Regions from separate parts of the Mus musculus genome. Here region 1 is linked to region 2. A link is a contact called in public Hi-C data. All regions are on one chromosome and are shown on one strand. The core of a region is the stretch at or near the end of the contact, and the rest is flanking DNA. Distances in the headings are between cores, read along the strand shown. Region 1 overlaps Lmbr1 (limb region 1). Region 2 overlaps Rnf32 (ring finger protein 32).

The links. Hi-C and Micro-C count contacts between places; a contact is called where the count stands out from the background.
Region 1: a contact with region 2 is called in a Hi-C map of the N1E-115 cell line, with 6 times the contacts expected there. The contact joins two enhancer-like sites. A contact is called at or near these places in 3 of 39 promoter capture datasets (cranial neural crest, hippocampal neurons and liver), 1 of 484 Hi-C or Micro-C datasets (the N1E-115 cell line) and 1 of 9 other capture datasets (pancreatic islet).

Annotation. Positions count from the first base shown.
Region 1 is chr5:29,316,119-29,320,699 of GRCm38.p6, forward strand. The region is part of intron 5 of Lmbr1 (limb region 1); the gene reads right to left. Among named protein-coding and RNA genes, the nearest start is that of Gm42244, 44 kb to the left of the region's middle. Within about 2 kb of position 1,518, at least 9 of the 459 cell types and tissues checked have an H3K27ac peak or open chromatin away from gene starts, as enhancers often do. A contact at or near this core is called in the N1E-115 cell line, where this site is marked.
Region 2 is chr5:29,209,696-29,213,945 of GRCm38.p6, forward strand. The region is part of intron 8 of Rnf32 (ring finger protein 32); the gene reads left to right. Among named protein-coding and RNA genes, the nearest start is that of Rnf32, 16 kb to the left of the region's middle. RefSeq lists an enhancer at 2,303-3,109. Within about 2 kb of position 2,101, at least 25 of the 459 cell types and tissues checked have an H3K27ac peak or open chromatin away from gene starts, as enhancers often do. A contact at or near this core is called in the N1E-115 cell line, where this site is marked.

The DNA.
Region 1 (4,581 bases), core at 268-2,767, 110 kb after region 2:
AAGTTGAATTAAGATCCAAGCACAAAATCATGTTCAAACACACACCGCCCAATGCCTATGACAGTGCAAGTGAATGGCTGCACAATAGTATACACCTAAGAAACCTCACTACACGAGGAAGTAAAATCCCTACAACAAAAGCAAGCTTCTTACTATTAAAAAAAAATCACTTTTCACTTTTCAAAACTATGTTCTCTTATACTTGAGAATTCATTTAAAAAAAAAAAGTGACTAGATGGTCCTAAAGAAAAAGCAACTCACCCCCATGTAAGAAAGGCTACTTACAGCCCTTAGAAGATGTGACCAGCTCTCTAGGCCTAAAATGTCCTATTTGAATTAACACAGCTGTAAGTAGAGAATTCTGCTTCGCTAGATTTTCAATTCAAGCTGTGCATTCATCCTGCAGCCAGTAGCCAATTTCCACATCTCTGCACAACATGCAAGGAGCTGTTTTAAAATCAATTGCCCAGGGGAATCCATAGATGCATGGGAGCCATGTGCCACTTAGAGAATATACCAGATGTAAACTCAGTAAAACACCCCAGGAGGGTATCACAGGGGAAAGGGAAATGGAACTAGGCAGACTGTGAGTTTGTCATGACTCAAGTCACTGGGTACCTTTACACTAAGAAAGTTTCTACTCTCTCTCCAGTATTAGTCAGAAACAGATATGCCTGATGAAGTCAATCAGCAAACAGTCAGGCAGGAGCATACATGAGCACGTATACTCATCAGCCATCTTTGTAAACACTGTGATGACTGCAGTCAACCACAGCACGAAGAGCAGCCTCATAGTATAGTATAGTTCACTGTTCTAATATAGCCACAGAAGCCAGAGACTGCTGCTGCTGGAGAAACACTGAGAACCTGTGCAGATAGCCCCCAGGAGTCACATGTCATACCAGATTTCAAGACACTGAAGAGATATATATTTATTGTACAATGCTAGCACCCTTTGTAGCTTTCCTGTAACTGATTTTAAAACTGAATATATATGCATGCACTTTAAAATAACATTGACCACTTAATCTGAAACCATTTCTGTAGGCTCTGTAACACACCTTACCTTCCAGTAGCTTTTGTCAAAGGATGCAACCCCTAATGCTTAAACTGGCTTGTTTTGCTTCTACACTCTCTACTTCAAAGTGCAGAAAATAATTTAGAATGTTAGAGCACCTGATAATCTGACATTACTCAGGACTGGCCAGTGCTTTCGATCAACATGCTCATTAGCCAAGTGCATTCACAGACTACACACATCTTAATTAAATCACTGTGCTACGCACAACAGCACACTTAAGGTCTCCAGGGCTTTCAGTGTCCTTTCAGGCTCTTTCATCTCTCTTTTATTTTTAATTGAATATATCTATTTGCTTGTTTGTTGGGGGTGGGGGGAGAGCCTGTGGCACAGGGCACATGAGGGACCACTGGACAACTTGCAGGAGTCAGTTCTCTCCTTCTACCATATGGTTCTGAGGACTAACCTTAAGTCATCAGTCTTGGCAGCAAGCTGAATCATCTTGTCAGCGCCATCTGTCTTTTTACTATGGTGAAGCTGCTATTTTCTTAGGGCCATCTCCTCACTATTCTCCTTATAAATTGCAGGTCTAAAAATATATATATAAATGGTTTTGAAAACAGAAAAAAAAGGGGGGGGGGAATGTAATAAGTCCTAAGCTGTGCCTTTACATAAATTACCTCATTTAGTCATCAAACGAACACATCAGAGAGACAGACGTAGACAGACACAGGCCTGTAATCTCATGTTAATACCCAATGAACCCTCAGATCTCCCTTCCCTGGTCCCTTCTTCTTGGTGTGCCAGCGAAGTCAGGCTTCTTGGACACCATTAATTCTTGGACCCCACTCTACCTCCAAACCACAGCCATCTTTTCCCATCCTTAGCATTAACAAACAAATTATTTATACTGGTTTTTTATGACACCCATTCATCCCCTAGCTTCCCAAGTCAGAGCAATGGTGGTCACCACAGCCACTACCTGCTGAACTCGACTTCCTGGCCTCTACCTGCTGACAAACGTTAACCCCCTTGTGACCAGGAACCAGCATCCAGCATCTGATGATGTGGACTGCACTGTCCAAACAGTCAACACTTCAGTGCCATGAAAGACGAAAAAGGACATGGTGACCCGCGAAGGGTTTCGAGAGACAAGCATGCTTAAATATGTGCTTAGGACAAGGATTTTTAAAGCCATGTATGGACAAAACAGCAACCAACAAATTGGGGAAAGATCTTTACCAACCCTACACCCAACAGAAGGCTAATATCCAATATATACAAAGAATTCAAAAATTAGACTCCAGAGAACCAAATAATCCTATTAAAAAATGGGGTACAGAGCTAAACAAAGAATTCTCAACCAAGGAATACCGAATGGCTGAGATGCACCTAAAGAAATGTTCAACAACCTTAATCATCAGGGAAATGTAAATCAAAACAACCCTGAGATTCCACCTCACACCAGTCAGAATGGCTAAGATCAAAAACTCAGGTTACAGCAGATGCTGGCAAGAATGTGGAGAAAGAGGAACACTCCTCCATTGTTGGTGGGATTGCAAGCTGGTACAACCACTCTTGAAATCAGTCTGGTGGTTCCTCAGAAAATTGGACAAAGTACTACCTGAGGACCCAGCTATACCACTCCTGGGCATATACCCAGAAGATGTTCCACCATGTAATAAGGACACATGCTCCATTATCATAGCCAGAAGCTCAAAAGAACCCAGATGTCCCTCTACAAAAGAATGGATACCGAAAATGTGGTACATGTACACAATGGAATACTACTCAGCTATTAAAAACAATGAATTCATGAAATTCTTAGGCAAATGGATGGAACTGTAAAATATCACCCTAAGTGAGGTAACCCAATCACAAATGAACACACATGATATGCACTCACTGGTAAGTGGATATTAGCCCAATAGCTCAGAATACCCAAGATACAATTCACAGACGACATGAAGCTCAAGAAGAAGGAAGACCAAAGTATGGATACTTTGGTCCTTCTTAGAAGAGGAAACAAAATACCCATGTGTCTTAGTCAGGGTTTCTATTCCTGCACAAACATCATGACCAAGAAGCAAGTTGGGGAGGAAAAGGTTTATTCAGCTTAAACTTCCATACTGCTGTTCATCACCAAGGCAGTCAGGACTGGAACTCAAGCAGGTCAGAAAGCAGAAGCTGATGCAGAGGCCATGGAGGGATGGATGTTCATTACTGGCTTGCTTCCCCTGGCTTGCTCAGCCTGCTCTCTTATAGACCCCCAAGACTACCAGCCCAGGGATAGTCCCACCTACAAGGGGCCTTTCCCCCTTGATCACTAATTGAGAAAATGCCTTACAGTTGGATCTCATGGAGGCATTTCCTCAACTGAAGCTCCTTTCTCTGTGATAACTCCAGCTGTGTCAAGTTGACACAAAACTAGCCAGTACACCATGGGAGGAGATACAGAGACAAAGTGTGAAGCAGAGACTGAAGGAAAGACTATCCAGGGACTGCCCCACCTGGGGATCCATTCCATATATAGTCACCAAACCCAGAAAATATTGTGGATGCCAACAAGTGCTTGCTGACAGGAGCCTGATAGGAGTCTCCTGAGAGGCTCTGCCAGTGACTGACAAACACAGAGGTGGATGCTCTCTGCCAACCATTGGACTGAGTACAAGGTCCCCAATGGAGGAGCTAGAGAGAACCCAAGGAGCTGAAGGGGTCTGCAGCCCCATAGGAGGAACAACAATATGAACCAATTAGTACCCCCAGAGCTCCCAGGGACTAAACCACCAACCAAAGAGTACACAAGGAGGAACCCATGGCTCCAGCTGCATATGCAGCAAAGGATGGCCTTGTTGGACATCAATGGGAAGAGAGGCCCTTGGTCCTATAAGTCTCAATGCCCCAGTGTAGGGGAATGCCAAGACAAGGAAGTGGGAGTAGGTGGGGTGGTGAGGGGGGAGGGTTTTCAGAAGGGAAACCAGGAAAGGGGATAACATTTGAAATGTAAATAAAGAAGATATCTGTGATGGTTTGTATATCCTTGGACCAGGGAGTGGCACCATCTGAAGGTGTGGCCTTGTTGAAATAGGTGTGACCAGGTTGGAATGGGTGTGTCACTGTGGGTGTGGGTATAAAATCCTCACCCTAGTTGCCTGGAAGTCAGTCTTCCACTAGCAGCCTTTGGATGAAGATATAGAACTCTCAGCTCCTCCTGTGCCATGCCTGCCTGGATACTGCCATGCTCTCACCTTGATGATAATGGACTGAACCTCTGAACCTGTAAGCCAGCCCCAATTAAATGTTGTTGTTTTTTTATAAGACTTGCCTTGGTCTTGGTGTCTGATCACAGCAGTAAAACCCTAACTAAGACAATATCTAAGAAAAAGAAAAAGAAAAAAAAGAAAAGTTATGAGTAAAAATAATTAACAACAAGAGTTGTATAAATGTGGACATGAGATGTGATGCTTGTCTCTTGGGCCACTGCTCAGCTGTTTCTCCCTGCTGATGTGAGGTCTAAGGGAGTGGTTCTCAGCCTGTGGGTCAAAACCTCTTTTAGGGTTAAG
Region 2 (4,250 bases), core at 851-3,350:
CTGTCTCTTGGAGTTGCAAGCATAGGCATCCATGTCTAGCTTTTTACTCTGGTGTTGGGGATTGAAACCAGGCCCTCATGTTGGAGCAGCAAGTGCTCTTCATGCACTGAGCCATCCTCTTGCCCCAAAACACCCTAACATGAGGTGGTAAATAAAGATGCTTTAGGAATTGGACATTAGTATATCTAAAATAAAAATGTAACTGCTGGCCCTGGCTCCTTAATATGTGAGAAACAATTTTTTTTTTTAATCAAAGGTAGTTAGCCCAACAAAGGCCCTTATTCCCAGAACTCCCATCTCTCTCAAGCCAATTAGCCAATCATAGCAGATTATAAAGTGTAGCTCCCACCTGTAGGATGAGAAATAGTTACTTTCTGCCTGTCTATTTCTGTGTTAATGAAAAACAGAAGCCATCTTGGTCAGATGTGTTTACCTAGTTAAGGTTTCAGGGCACTCCTTTTAACAAAAGAAACTGTCTTTGTAAACTTATTTTCACTTTCTTTGATTTAGCCCAAGCTAAATCAAAGATTGGTTTATTTTTTTTTTTAAGTTGGCCCTGCAGCTTGAACCTATGATGGTCTTCAAAAACAAAACTGTTTGCTAAAATTCAAGTCCAGTTTGAGGTAAATCAGTGTGCCTAGAGATTTCCTAGAAGTAACTACATTGAGAACAAATTCCAGAGCCACAGTGAACAATGTCTCTAGCAAGCTTCTTTGAGTGAGAGACTAGCTTTGTGATACAGTTAGCAGCATTCCAGAAATACCAAGTTGTTCTAGGAAGATAGGAGGCCCTATGTTTTTTCCCATGTCTGCTGGCCCATCTTAACTGCACAAAACTTAAGATTAGTAATTTAAGTATTGAGATCTGATTGAAGGTTTGAGTCAGAAACTGGAGAGTTTAGTAAATAGGACGTGTGAATAACAATGTGGAGGTAGCAAATTGACCATCTGCAGATGGTAACAATTCTTTTAATCTGGAAATTACCATATATTTAAGATATATCTCCTTTTCACCATGAACAAAGAGTAAAATTCACTTTTGCATTAGAAAGAAAGAAAGAAAGAAAGAAAGAAAGAAAGAAAGGAAAGAGAAAGAAAAAGGAAAGAGAGAAGGAAAGAGAGAAGGAAAAAGAAAGAAAGAAAGAAAGAAAGAAAGAGAGAGAGAGAGAGGGAGGGAGGGAGGGAGGGAGGGAGGGAGGGAGGGAGGGAAAGAAAGAAAGAAAGAAAGAAAGAAAGAAAGAAAGAAAGAAAGAAAGAAAGAGAAAGAGAGAGGGAGGGAGGGAGGGAAAGAAAGAAAGAAAGAAAGAAAGAAAGAAAGAAAGAAAGAAAGAAAGAAAGAAAGAGAAAGAGAGAGAGGGAGGGAGGGAGGGAAAGAAAGAAAGAAAGAAAGAAAGAAAGAAAGAAAGAAAGAGAGAGAGAGAGAGAGAGAAGGAAGGAAGGAAGGAAGGAAGGAAGGAAGGAAAGAAAGAAAGAAAGAAAGAAAGAAAGAAAGAAAGAAAGAAAGAAAGAAAGGCAGAGACAGAAAGAAAGTCTGTTACTACAAGAAATCCATCTGGCTCACTGCTGTCAAAGATGGGTAGACAGTGCTCCAGTGAGTCAGCAAAGTGGAAGTGGCATCTGGTCCCTTTCTGAGCAGCCACTGTGATCTGTGCCTCAGTGGAAACCAGAACTAAAGACATTTTAAAAACAAAATACCATTTATGTTAGTATCATATAATAGCAACTAAAAACAAAAGCTTTGCAGCACCAGTGTGACTGCTGAGCTGCAGCTTTGCCTTACAAAACTGACCTCATCAGATGCTCTACCACCTTAGCGGACATGTAGCTAAAGCCTCTAATCTGCTGGAGAACAGGCACTCTAGATCCAACTAAAGTCCCATCAGAAAAAAAGAAGTCTAATGAATAGAAAAGAAAGGGGTAATAATGCACTTGGGAGCTTTGTCCTTGAATGCTCCATATGCTGAGATGAATATGCTTTCAGTACTCTGGATCAGGTTAGCTCAGATCATTCTGAGTTTATAATCTATCTTGCTAAAACACAAATTGTGGTTCTACATTTTCCCCTTCTTTTCCTTGGAAAGTTAATGAAGCTCTTTTCTTTGGGTTTTATCCATCTAAATTCTACAAACACAATGTTCTCATACACTAAGACGTTCTCTTTCCAAGGTGGTCTGGATTTAAAATATCGTAGGCATGCTGCTAGCAAAACAGAAGCGGAGCAAAGTGGTGTAGTGTGACAACACAGGTTCTTTTAAGCACACTGAACTTTTGTGGTAAGAACTGCAAAGGTCAGGTGTTAGGTTTTGTACTGGTGAGTGTCAGGATTAAAATTCAGCAAGGGAGTGTTGGACCTGTGTGGCTGATACAGTAGTCTTGATACACTTACTTGCTTGGGAACTCAGATCAAAGGACCTAGAAAGGTCGGAAAGCTGATGTGCTAATTCCCCAGCAGTGTGTACAGAAAGCCTAGTGTGTCCCAAAGTGCAGTGGCCACTCCTTAGATGCCTTTGATCCTTATCTGGAAACTTTGCTAGCATCTGTCCTATAATTGAGGCATAGTCTTTTATTGCTGCAATTAAAACTTTCCAAATGCACTATGTTATCTCTGCTCCAGCTAAAGTCCAGACCATTGTTTGAGGGGTGAGGCTAACAATCCGTCAGATGCCGGACTTGAAGGCCCAGCTCTCACACACCCCCAACCCGTGACTTCTCTAGCTTTTTCATTTCCATCTCACCAAACAGCATAATGGTCCTGAAGTTTGTTCATCCCTTTGACTTCCTTTATCACATAGAGATGGCAAACATTCTGTTGCTAACTTGAAGTGGCTCCAAGCTGCAAGCCTGGAAGGATATTAAACCAGTAAAAGCTTATCAGCTGATGCATTGAGATGCTATAAATTCCAGGCTTTTCATTTTGCTTTTGAGGGTGGCCCTAAGTCAACACATTAGTAAGCAATTTGCTGACATTAGATGGATCACTTAGGACTCTCCTGAGCAGACAGAGTTCACCTAAATGCTTTTGTTGGTATTTTTTTTAACTTTTAGCCAGTGTACTGTTTTCAAATGACCACTAATTGCTTTACATATCAAGTACCTGGACTCCTGGTTATTAAATTTATCAAATATCCAAAATAGGAGATTTAAAAGGAAAAAAAAAGTTAAGGTATTCATATTTCTAAATTGAAATTTTGTTTTATCTGAAATTCATAATATTAAGCATTAATGTTTAAAAACTAGAACTAAGTTGACATGTTTTTCTTGTTATCCTTGCCCTTTGAAGTATGAAGGTTATTAATGAACATAAGTGAGGAAATAAGAATTTCTGAAAATAAGAATTTGACATTTCAGAAATATTTAGTAGTTGCTTTGGATTGATTACAGTGAGCACTCAGTCAATGTGTGTTGACTTGACTTTTTCAAGTATCAGCTCTAGCCGTGCAGAGATTCCTGTTGCTGAGCTGAGCAATCAGACTCTAGAGAGCAAGAGCAGTCCTTTCTGCCCCTTCAGAAACACATCCTGAGAAACTTCAGGGTGGTGACAATTTTACATTAGTGTTGTGCTTTTCAGCTCAACATTGGTGTTTTGTTGAATTTTGCCACCAGAAATCACTTCAAAATTTAGAGAAGCACCGTTCTTTCCCCTTTTCTCTCCTCCAAGTAGGAATTTGTATTGTGCTGCTTCCAAAAATGTACATTTAGGGCATCTCATTTCTTTTTCTAATTTTTTTATTGGATATTTTATTTGTCTACATTTCAGATGTTATCCCTTTCTCAGTTTCCCCTCAGGAAGTCCCCAAACCCCTCCCCCTACTACTCTGAGGGTCCTCACCCACCCACCTACCCTTTCCCGCCTCCCCGTGGCATCTCATTTCTAATCTTTTGCAAACCTGAAGTCAACTTTTTTTAGTATGAAGAACTTTACAGAGATGGATCAAGTACTTCCCTAGATCTGTGTTACTCATCTGAGGAAATAAGAAATGTACACAAAATAGATAACACTGGCCCTCAAGGGGCCCAGAAGTCCAATGGGAGAGCAGAGGAGAGGTCACTTTCAGCTCCTAGCACAGCAACACATAAAGTGCAGGAAGAGAAAAAAAGCAGCAGCTATTCACAAAACTAAGCAAACACGTAGGCCAGACCACAGGGTTCCTTCAAGACATCTTTTCCTGAAGTCAGTAGTGACAGATGACACAGACTAGGAAAAGCCAGGGCAGTCCCAGCTCTGGCCACCTAAGTTCTAAAACACAGTAC